2 separate regions of the Rattus norvegicus genome follow, and region 1 is linked to region 2. The links are chromatin contacts, called in public Hi-C maps. All regions are on one chromosome and are shown on one strand. Each heading gives the region's core, a stretch centred on a gene start, on an enhancer-like site or on the middle of the called end of the contact. The rest is flanking DNA. Distances are from core to core; before and after follow the strand shown. Region 1 has its middle 15 kb from the start of Cst3. Region 2 holds the start of Gzf1 (GDNF-inducible zinc finger protein 1).

Region 1 (4,556 bases), core at 1,776-4,275, 210 kb after region 2:
CATGTGTACTGCTTTAGGCCTCTGCCATCAGTAGATGCTATCCACTTGACCTTGAACCAGAACTGCAGAGTGAAATAAACCTTGGTTTTACAACACATTCTGTCTGTGGTGCTGTTACTATCAAAAGAAATTGAAAAGGCCAAATTCCACCAGGGTTTCTGATGAATTCCAGCTTTCTAAAAGCATGTTGGCTGCTTCACTGGTGGGATGAAGGAACTTACATTTTGATCTTGGCTCAGAAAGAGAAATGCCAGAATATATTCAGGCCTGGGGTGGCTTGTCAGCAGAGCCTCCAATCCTTGACTCTCAGCCATAGACTTTCATAGATGGATCTCTGAGCTATGTTCTCTCTTTAAGGTTTGAGTTTGGATATAAGCTTTTAGGAAGTGTGCCATGTATTTGTCATTGGAATTGATGCTGATGGAATTATCAGGTTCCCGAATTGGCAAGTTTGGGCCTCAGTCTTTCATTATTTGGAAACACAACTTTGCGTGAGTTCATTTTCTGATGCTACAACAAAATATACAGGGGTAGGAAACACAGCTTTGGTGGCTGAAGAGCATGGCATCAGCTTTCTGTTCACTTCTAGAAGGAATTTTACACAGCCACACGCTGAACATTCATCTAAGTGGTTTCATGAAGGGAGGGAGTCAGAATGGTGGGTGGGTTGGTCTCCTTTATAACAGCCTCCTTTGTGGTACCCAACCCATTGGAGTTTTTCTTAGTAGAACTTCATTTCTCTGCGATAGTTGAGCCTCGTGAACTTATCCCATAAAAGTGCCACTACTATCCAATATTTGTAAACTGAGTCTCAAGGTGAGTCTCAGTGGGGACAGACTATATCCACCTTATAGCACATGACTTTTAGTCATTTGCCCCCTTTGAGCCTTGGCTTTATTTTTTTCAAGGCATTTGTCTCCCTGGGCAGTTGAAATTACAGCCAATCATGTACTCTGGAGAGTGGAGTGAGATACTGGGATGACTCTTACTGAGCCGGTAGGAGTGTGGACGTGGGGACTGGTGAGAGGGATTTGTGTTGACTGTGAAGAAAACTATTTTATCACTGGACAGGTCTGTAAAGGCTGGAGTTTTTAGGTTACACTTCTGGTCAATATATTGCAATTTGTAGAGGCCATAGCAGGAGGCAAGGGAGACAATGGACTCATTGGAGTTAGATGCACTGGAGTTGAAGCCTCACTCCTATCTCTTAATCTTTTATGTTATGTTAACCAGTTTCCACTGCCACAAAAGTGGTATTTCTTGGCATTCCCCCTGAGGGAATTGTTTTAAAACTAGAGGTGATTTGGTGAGCATGATACTAACAGAAGAACCATCAAGACAGATGCCCCATAAACGTTTCTGCGGTGTGTAGTGTGAAATATAAAAATGACAATCCCACACTACTGCCAGCAAGCTACCTCAGCCTATCAGACTCTTTGACCCGGAGCTCCGAAATCTCTCCACCTGGCTTGCTAAGTTCCCATGGTGGGTCAGTGCCACATGCTTCCAAATTCCCACAGCCTTTTGAGGTGGGCTTCTTGAAAATCCACGCTTTGCTGCAGTACCTTTCTCTCCGGAACCCAGTTGAGTCACTGCGTGAAGGGAAACACCACACAAACTTAGTTTAGAGTCAACAGGTAACACAATTGCTGTCGTAGGAACTAGCACCCTATTTGTAAGCCCTTCTAACTTAAATCCTCCGATAGCAGATCCCAACGGATCCACCACCTGAGCTGGGGACCTCCACTACCTACATTTTGGCCTCCATGCTCGTCTCCCACCCCGAAAACCCTATCTTTTCTCCTGCTTTACCTCTTCCCCTCTCCACCCTGAAGTCCTGCCTACTTCCTCAGTGATTGGTTCCTTGAAATCTTAATTCATTAGGGGAAGGTTTCTGCCACAATGGTGCTATCGCTGATTAGCGGGAAATTGTCTCTAGTGTATCAAGCCCGGTTATGATAATGATCATCAAGTTGGTGGCCAATGAGATGATCATGGCTCCAAAATATCTTAGCTGCAAGATGGATGTGCAGAAATGAGCAGGAGTCAGAGAGTTTTATGATTCAGGCACCATTGGTTTCCCAGGATGCTGTGAGTGCCGCAGGTTCAGAAATAGACTCACACATTGTCATGTGGCTTTGAGTTCAGATTCTTGGTCTAGTTCAGGTTGAGGTTAGAGCTCAAGAAAACAACTTCTGGGTAACTAAACCTGAATGGTCTCTTTGGAAGGGTCTGTGTTGCTCACCTCTCTGCTGTGAAAAAAAAAACACACACACACATGCCTTAGAAAGAGGGAAGACTCATTTGACCCACAGTTTTAGAATTTTTAGTCACTGGCTGCTTGGTTCTGCGGCTTTCAATGATCAGGCAGATTTTTTTTTTTATTTTTTATTTATTTTTTTTTTTTGGTCTGGGGATGCCTGGACTAAATCTGAAGAAAAAGCAAAAGAGACTGATGGTGTAGGGTGGGGTTATTTATTGAAAAGTTTGCCTATTGAAAAGTTCTTAGCCTTTGCTTAGACCTTGTTCCTCTCCTGTGACATGGGTTGATGCCGAATTTAAACACTGTGTAATCTTTCACAGCACCTTGTAACTGTTGGCTAATAAAACATGCCCACCCTCCTGTCTCCTCTCCAGTGTCAGAATGTGTTCTGAGCTCTTTCTTTATTAGAAACAAATCTAGTTTCACTTGAAATAAGGCACAAGCAAAGCTGAGACCCTAAAAGCTTTCTTTCCCAGTCATTCCCAATGCTGCTCTGTCCTGAAAGCTTTATTTGCAGAGTTGTTTTTGGGATATTCATTCCAGCCTCAAACCACAGTATGTCCACAGTACACAATGTTCTCAGAATTTTCTCTCTGTTTTCGGGCAGTGTTTACTGCTTCTGGTTCTAAAACATTCTATTTAAACTTGGCCAATGTAGCCATTGTGGTCTTTTCCTCTTTTTTAATGGCTCTACAGGCCTAGACAATGGCTCCCTTCTCCTGGAAATGATTCCATTCAGAGCCCTTTTTGGATCTGTTGAAGCAGTTTCCATTAACACAGCCAATTTCCATTTCTTTGGCTTGTGTTATTTAGAGACTGACCCCAAGTGTCCAGCAGTGGCACTTGTTTTGGAAATGTCCACAGGAAACCCATGATGGGGCTCACACTTCCTTTTGAGGGACCAGACACAGATACTGTCTGTTTTCTGCCTTCTTTACTATTCTAGGTACATCAGCTATTCTCTTTTATTTTTAGTTAGTTAATTGATTGATTGATTTATTTAAAATTTGTTTTATTTATTTACATTTCAAATGTTGCCACCTTCCTGGTTCCATCTCTCATAGTTCTTATCCCTTCCTCCCTTTTGCCTCTGAGATGGTGCTCCCCCATCTCCTATTCCCCCTCACACAATCACCCACACCCCACATCCCCTCCCACATTCCCCTTTCCTGGGGCATCAAGTCTCTACAGGATTAGGCACATCCTCTCTCAATGAGGCCAGACAAAGCAGTCCTCAGCTCCACATGTGCCAGAGGCCATGGACCAGCTCTTTTATGCTCTTTTGTTGATAGCTCAGTCTCTGGGAGCTCTGGGGACCTGGGTTGTAGAAAGCTCAGGTCCCAGTGGATCAAGGACCTCTACATAAAACCAGATAAACTGAATTTAAAAGAAAAGAAAGGGGGGAGAGTCTCAAATCCATTGGCACAGGGGGAATGACTCAGGTTCTAAGATCATCAATTGACAAATGAAACCTGATGAAACTGAAGTTTCTGTAAGGCAAAGGACACTGTCAGTAGGACAAAACAGCAACTACAGATGGGGAAAAGATCTTCACATTGGCTCTTCTTAACCAAGCTAAGTTCTTTCTCAAGTGCCATCACAGAACAGATGAATTCTGGCCAAAAGTTTAGGTTGAAACCTATTTTCCCAATGCCACAGGCAGTGGATTCAGTGAAGAGATAACTATGAGATTTATTAAAATAGAAGTATAATATGTCTGGGTGGGTTTGTGCCTGGACTGGTCATTCATTGTTTTTAATGCTACAGTTGGACACACTTGGTCTCAAATTAGCAGGCATATTTGTGGTGAGTTAAGGCCAATGATCTAGATAAGGTGTCCCAAAGGTCGTAAAGAAATGACAAGGCAACCTGACTCTTGGTGCTTGTGTCAGCATCTTAGAGCAGGTAAAGAATTTTCCTTTTATCTTAATCTTGCCTGCATTTTCTAACTTACAGAGTCATTACTTTATCAAAAATAAAATAATACTTCGCTGCTTTTTTGGATTCAAAGAGTAGCTCTTTGGTCCCAGATAGGGTGATTTAAGTTGAGGGTTAGGAGAGGAGAATGGGTGGGTATTAGAGTTTTCTTGGAGATGCTTCACTTTGGACATTCAGTTTGGGAGCAGATGTAGGGAAAGAAAAGCTCGTAGTGAGTCCAGTGAAGAACAGTCTGTGGCTAAATGACCTGAGATAACTACAGCAAATGTTTCATTCATTACAGTGCACTTCAAGTTAAAGACCTGAGTCTTCACAGTCTGTCAGGAGGCAACAAGCTAATAACTAGCAGGTGATC
Region 2 (4,639 bases), core at 2,116-4,615:
TGTTGTGTGTTCCAGAATTGGACCCTACTCATATACAAATGAGAATTGTCCTGTAGCATTCTTTATCGGCTGGTGATTTCTTGTTGATTTGAAGAGGTTCTTTGGCGTCTGCCTTGTTATCTTACCAGTCCCTTGGCACAAGGATATGTATGGGTCAGATCTGTAGTTCTGAAATCCAGATGATCTGAAGAAAGGTTAAGGCAATGGTTTACTGAGGGGAAATGAAATGAGGTCAATAGAGTCAAGCAGGAGTCTGAACCAAAGTTCAGGGAGCACAAATGAAAGTGGTGATCAGGATTTAATCCAGACTTTAGTTACTTTTGTGTAGAAGAAACTTTGTGATAGAATTGATGTTATAAAAGACTTACTAATAGATTTTCAAAGAAGACATTAAGTCACACAAGTGGAATTTAGTGAAAGGAGCTACCTAGAAACACCACCAAAGATTAGTAGTATACTAACCAGGCCTGTTAGAAGAAACAATTAGGACGCTAGCATGCAAATGTATATTCACAACAATTGGCTAGCCACTAGCTCCGTTGCTGAAGACATTCCTCTAACAGGCAGTGCAAGGTGGGGGCAGGGAGCCAGTGTAAGGTTACAACCATCCTTAAGTCCAGGTCTGCCTTTAAGACCCCTGGGTAACAACCATTCAACCCCCTCCCAATGCCCCCAAGCAAACAAGCAAACCAAAAAAGCCGTACTACAACAAAACTGGTGTGCTTAGAATACTTCTGACAAAATGTTATATCTTTGCTGTGTAAATCTACCATTTGCCTGAGCAGCCCTTCAGTATCCTTTGTTTAAATTGTTCAAAGTGTAACCTGGAGCCAGGACCCAAAAGGGACTTAAGAATGAAAGCATATGTAAAATGCCTAAGGTAAGCTAATAAAACCTTCCTTTGCTTTGGGCCTTAGCACCAGTTGGCCAGACACTTTAGTAAAGAGCTTTCCCTTCATTAATCTCTAAGTGTGCAGACTGATTTCTCACAGGGAAGTCATGTTTCTATAACAACTTTGTGGGCCTAAGGACTCAGTGTTTTCTAGCAAAAGTACATTAAGATACAAATCCACTAAGAGTTTGTGAAGAGTAAAGCTTGTGGGCTGTGAGGTACTCGACAATTAGGATGTCCATACTATTGGGTAATAGCTTCAAATCCTGGAAAACTGAGCTGGGCAATACTGAGTAATAGTCCCTGGCCATAAAACAATTGCTTGATTCCTTGCAGATTTTCAGCTCTACCTGCAGAAACAATACACCTGGGCACCAAAAGACCCACCCAGATTCAAGTTAAAACACACACACACACACACACACACACAGGAGTGGGGGTAGGGAAGGAGAGAGGAGGGTGAGCTGGAGAACACACATTTCCTGGTAGCTACCCACTGATGTGTGTAGACTTATATCTAAGTGTTGCAGCTCTGAGGTGAAAGACTTGCCCCACAGAAATGTTACAGCTCTGCTGGGAAAAGTGAGAGTGTAACAGTTCTGTTCTTCTCTGCTTTAGGGGAAAGTGTTACACAGCTTGCTGCACAGCAAACCTCACATAACTAACCTCACAAAGATTTTACTGGGAGGGAAGACTCCAGAAGGCTGCCTCTGCTCCAGGAAGAAGCAACAGCAGTGAGCTGAACCATAGACAGAGCTTAACCAGGATTTCTTAGGGGAGGAGATTATCAGAGCAGAGATTTCCAGGGTCAGGATTACTGGGTTTCAAGTCCTGAGTTTAGGGGGCTCAACAATTGGTGGGTTTTCCTGCTCAGGGATTTGTGGCTTTTTTTATTTTACACCCCTTTTCTGCACTGGGCCCATGGATCAGGATGGGAAGACTATCCAGGCCTCAAGCAGCTTTGGCTGAGGTGACTGGCTATCTCCCAGAAACCAGTAGGCGGAGGCTGAAGAGGAGATGTGGTTGCCACAGCAATTCCTGAGGTGATGCCCCGCTTGGGGACTACAATATATACCTGTCCACCAGCCCCTCTAAATGCACTCAACTTTCATCCCATAGAAATGTTGGGGCCCCTTGCTGGTCCAATAAAGCCGTCTCAGCCTGTTGAACTGGAATTAAATGCTTCTCTGTCTCATTTTCCTTACACATAGAATTACCTTTTGAATGTTTATTCACATAAACATTTCCCATAGTACCGTGCTATTACTTAAAGATTAAGCGGTTCACAGCTCAGGGTTGGTTCATCAGTATAACGAAGCCTGCTCCACTCATGGAGGTTGCCTTATGGTTGGCTCCTTAACACATCTTGTAAGAATTACATTATTCCAAATCACACAAAATGGTTTTACTTATGTTCCAAACTGGGTTGTAAGTCAAGATTTCATTCTTCTGTGTAGCAAAGCAGTTATGGCTTACACACACACACACACAGACACAGACACACACACACACAGACACACACACACATTAAAATACATTTCAAGTTATATTCTCAATATATATTGAAGTCATACATAGTTTAAAGTAGCGTCACCTTGAAATTGAAGTGAACTTGTATTTCATGTAATTGGCTTAACATCGCCTCTTTGCAGCAGGAGCTAGTTAAAAATAAGAGCAAGACATTTGCAAAGTTAAAGGAGTTATCAATCTCGTATTTCTAGTTGAAATAGCCGGCTTCCACAGCCTAGAGAAAGACAGGGTCTGTATGCAGACAGAAGCCAGCTTTCTAGAGGATTACGAACATACCAAAGGGAGGAGAAAGCATTATTTTGATAAATGCTCAAGGGAATGACCAGAGACCTTCTATTCTCAGCAAGAAGAGGTCTAGCTGGCTGGTGGCAGTAGGAGGGCGACTTGGTAAAGCTTTAGCAGTAGGTGGAAGTATAATCAACATTTACCAGGAACTGGAAGTGTCAGAGCAGGATTTTCAAATGAACAGGCTTTAATTAAGATCAACAGTGGGATTTAGAGCGGAAGGATTCAATACGAAGCAGCGCCAGCCTTCCCGTCCCACCTTGGCCGTGCCCTAAGCCAAGACTTGGCCAAACGCAGCACCCGGGAGTGCTCGAAAATTCAGCTTCCAGCAACCTGAAGACCAAAACTCCGCTAAATAAACCTGTCCCCAACCATTGCTGTCTTCTGCGCAGGCGCGGCCTTGGATAGCCACGGGTGGTAAATCCGGGATCTGCTAGCTCTTCTCCCTGCCCAAACTCACGTAGGATCACGTAACTCAACGGCCGGAACCGCCTTTGCAGCTGGAGGTGCGCGCGCAGCACCTTCCTAGCCTTTTGGGGCGGGGCCCACTAGGGGGCGGGGCGCGCTTGTGGCGACCAATCCGCGGACCCTGCGGTCCGCTGTTCCTGCGGGCCTGAGCCAGGGTACGGGTCCCGCGGAGGCACTGACTGAGAGGTGAGCGTGCTGCCGACTGGGTCGTCTTCTAGGCTGTCCTCTGGCCTCTGTCCCTTGGAGCGGCGGGCTGTGGGAATATAGGCACAGGGCGGGGGTCGGGGGACGGCGGCTAGATTGGCCGAAAGGGTCCAGGCAGGCTGGACCCTTTGGCTCTGGAGGCCGGAGGGAAGGGCTGGACCTTGGCCTCAAGAAGTTCATTCTCCCTGAGGTTTTGGAAGACCATCAGTGGTCCGGAACTCCGGGTGGCCAAGGTGGGAACAGAGGTGGTGCAGTTAGAGAGGCCACAGATACCAGCCTTTATTCCCTGCCTGAGAGCCAGGATCTCTGTAGGGTGGGCAGGCTGCAGAGAGCAGCGTTTCCTGGAGGCCTGGCCTGGGAGTCCCGACCCCGGGACTTCTCGGCGACCTTGGTGAAGAGGCTAGGCCCACCCAGAGGTGGCCAAATGCCAGTGAGTTACAGTAGAACACAGCTGTCACCAGACCTCAAATAGCCGCTCCCTATGACTGGTGTCTGCCCCCATGGGAGGTAAACGGGGTAATCTGCTCAGGGCCTTCTTGGTTAATGGTGAGGTTGCTGCCAGATCTCCTGGAAGGACTTCGAGTTCCCCTGAGGGACCAGGGCGAGGTGCAGGAAATCAGGCTGGTCGTATGAGCATCAGGCTGAAAGGGGTCCGCAGCCTTAGTCCTTAAGCAGGGACCAGGGATTCTGAAGAGTATTGGCTCATGAGTACTGCCTCTTGTCGTTCTCATATCAGTATTTCCTTTATTTAAGCTTCGTTGGTAGGTAGGCAGTGTTTCCTGTTGAGTCCCCTTTAGTTGACATGACATTCCACAGGTGCCGAGTTTACAATCGCACTCCCTAGGAGTCTTTTCTGTGTTTGAGACTGGAGATTGTGGGTATCGGTCTGTTGAATGAAATGGAGGCAATTGCAGGTCCTGGTAGACACATGGAATCCCAGGTGGTGTCTAGGATCTGGTGAAGGAGATCCAGGAGTGCTCTGGAGGGTGGAGACTTGGAAACCCACGTGAACCTGGAAAGGGAAGTTAGATTCAGGGACAGACTCTTCTCAGAGTCCACAGATCAGAAGACAGGAAGTTGGGGTAGCATTTTGGAGTCCAGGACAGGAACCTGGGGGATATGGCAACTGCAGGGGGAGCATCTTTCATTTGGTGAAGCTGGGATTGAGGGGAGTGTTGACAAACTATAGTTGAACCAAGACAGGGCCACGAGGCTCAGGGTCAAGATGCCCATTAGCCAGTTAACCAATTATCTCACTGG

The links. A called contact is a pair of places that touch in the nucleus more often than the background predicts.
Region 1: a Hi-C map of frontal cortex shows a contact between it and region 2, with 2.2 times the contacts expected there. The contact joins the enhancer-like site here to the promoter of Gzf1 in region 2. A contact is called at or near these places in 2 of 12 Hi-C or Micro-C datasets (frontal cortex and psoas muscle).

The regions. Positions count from the first base shown.
Region 1 is chr3:156,776,411-156,780,966 of GRCr8, forward strand. It overlaps a transcript of Cstdc2 not described here. Among named protein-coding and RNA genes, the nearest start is that of Cst3, 15 kb to the right of the region's middle. Within about 2 kb of position 3,026, at least 51 of the 93 cell types and tissues checked have an H3K27ac peak or open chromatin away from gene starts, as enhancers often do.
Region 2 is chr3:156,568,894-156,573,532 of GRCr8, forward strand. Gzf1 (GDNF-inducible zinc finger protein 1) reads left to right here and starts at 3,366. Exons shown (of 6, transcript NM_001107788.1): 1 at 3,366-3,612. It overlaps Sert1 (Sertoli cell protein 1), which reads right to left and starts at 3,135. Exons shown (of 3, transcript NR_130708.1): 1 at 2,851-3,135; 2 at 2,487-2,550; 3 at 1-184.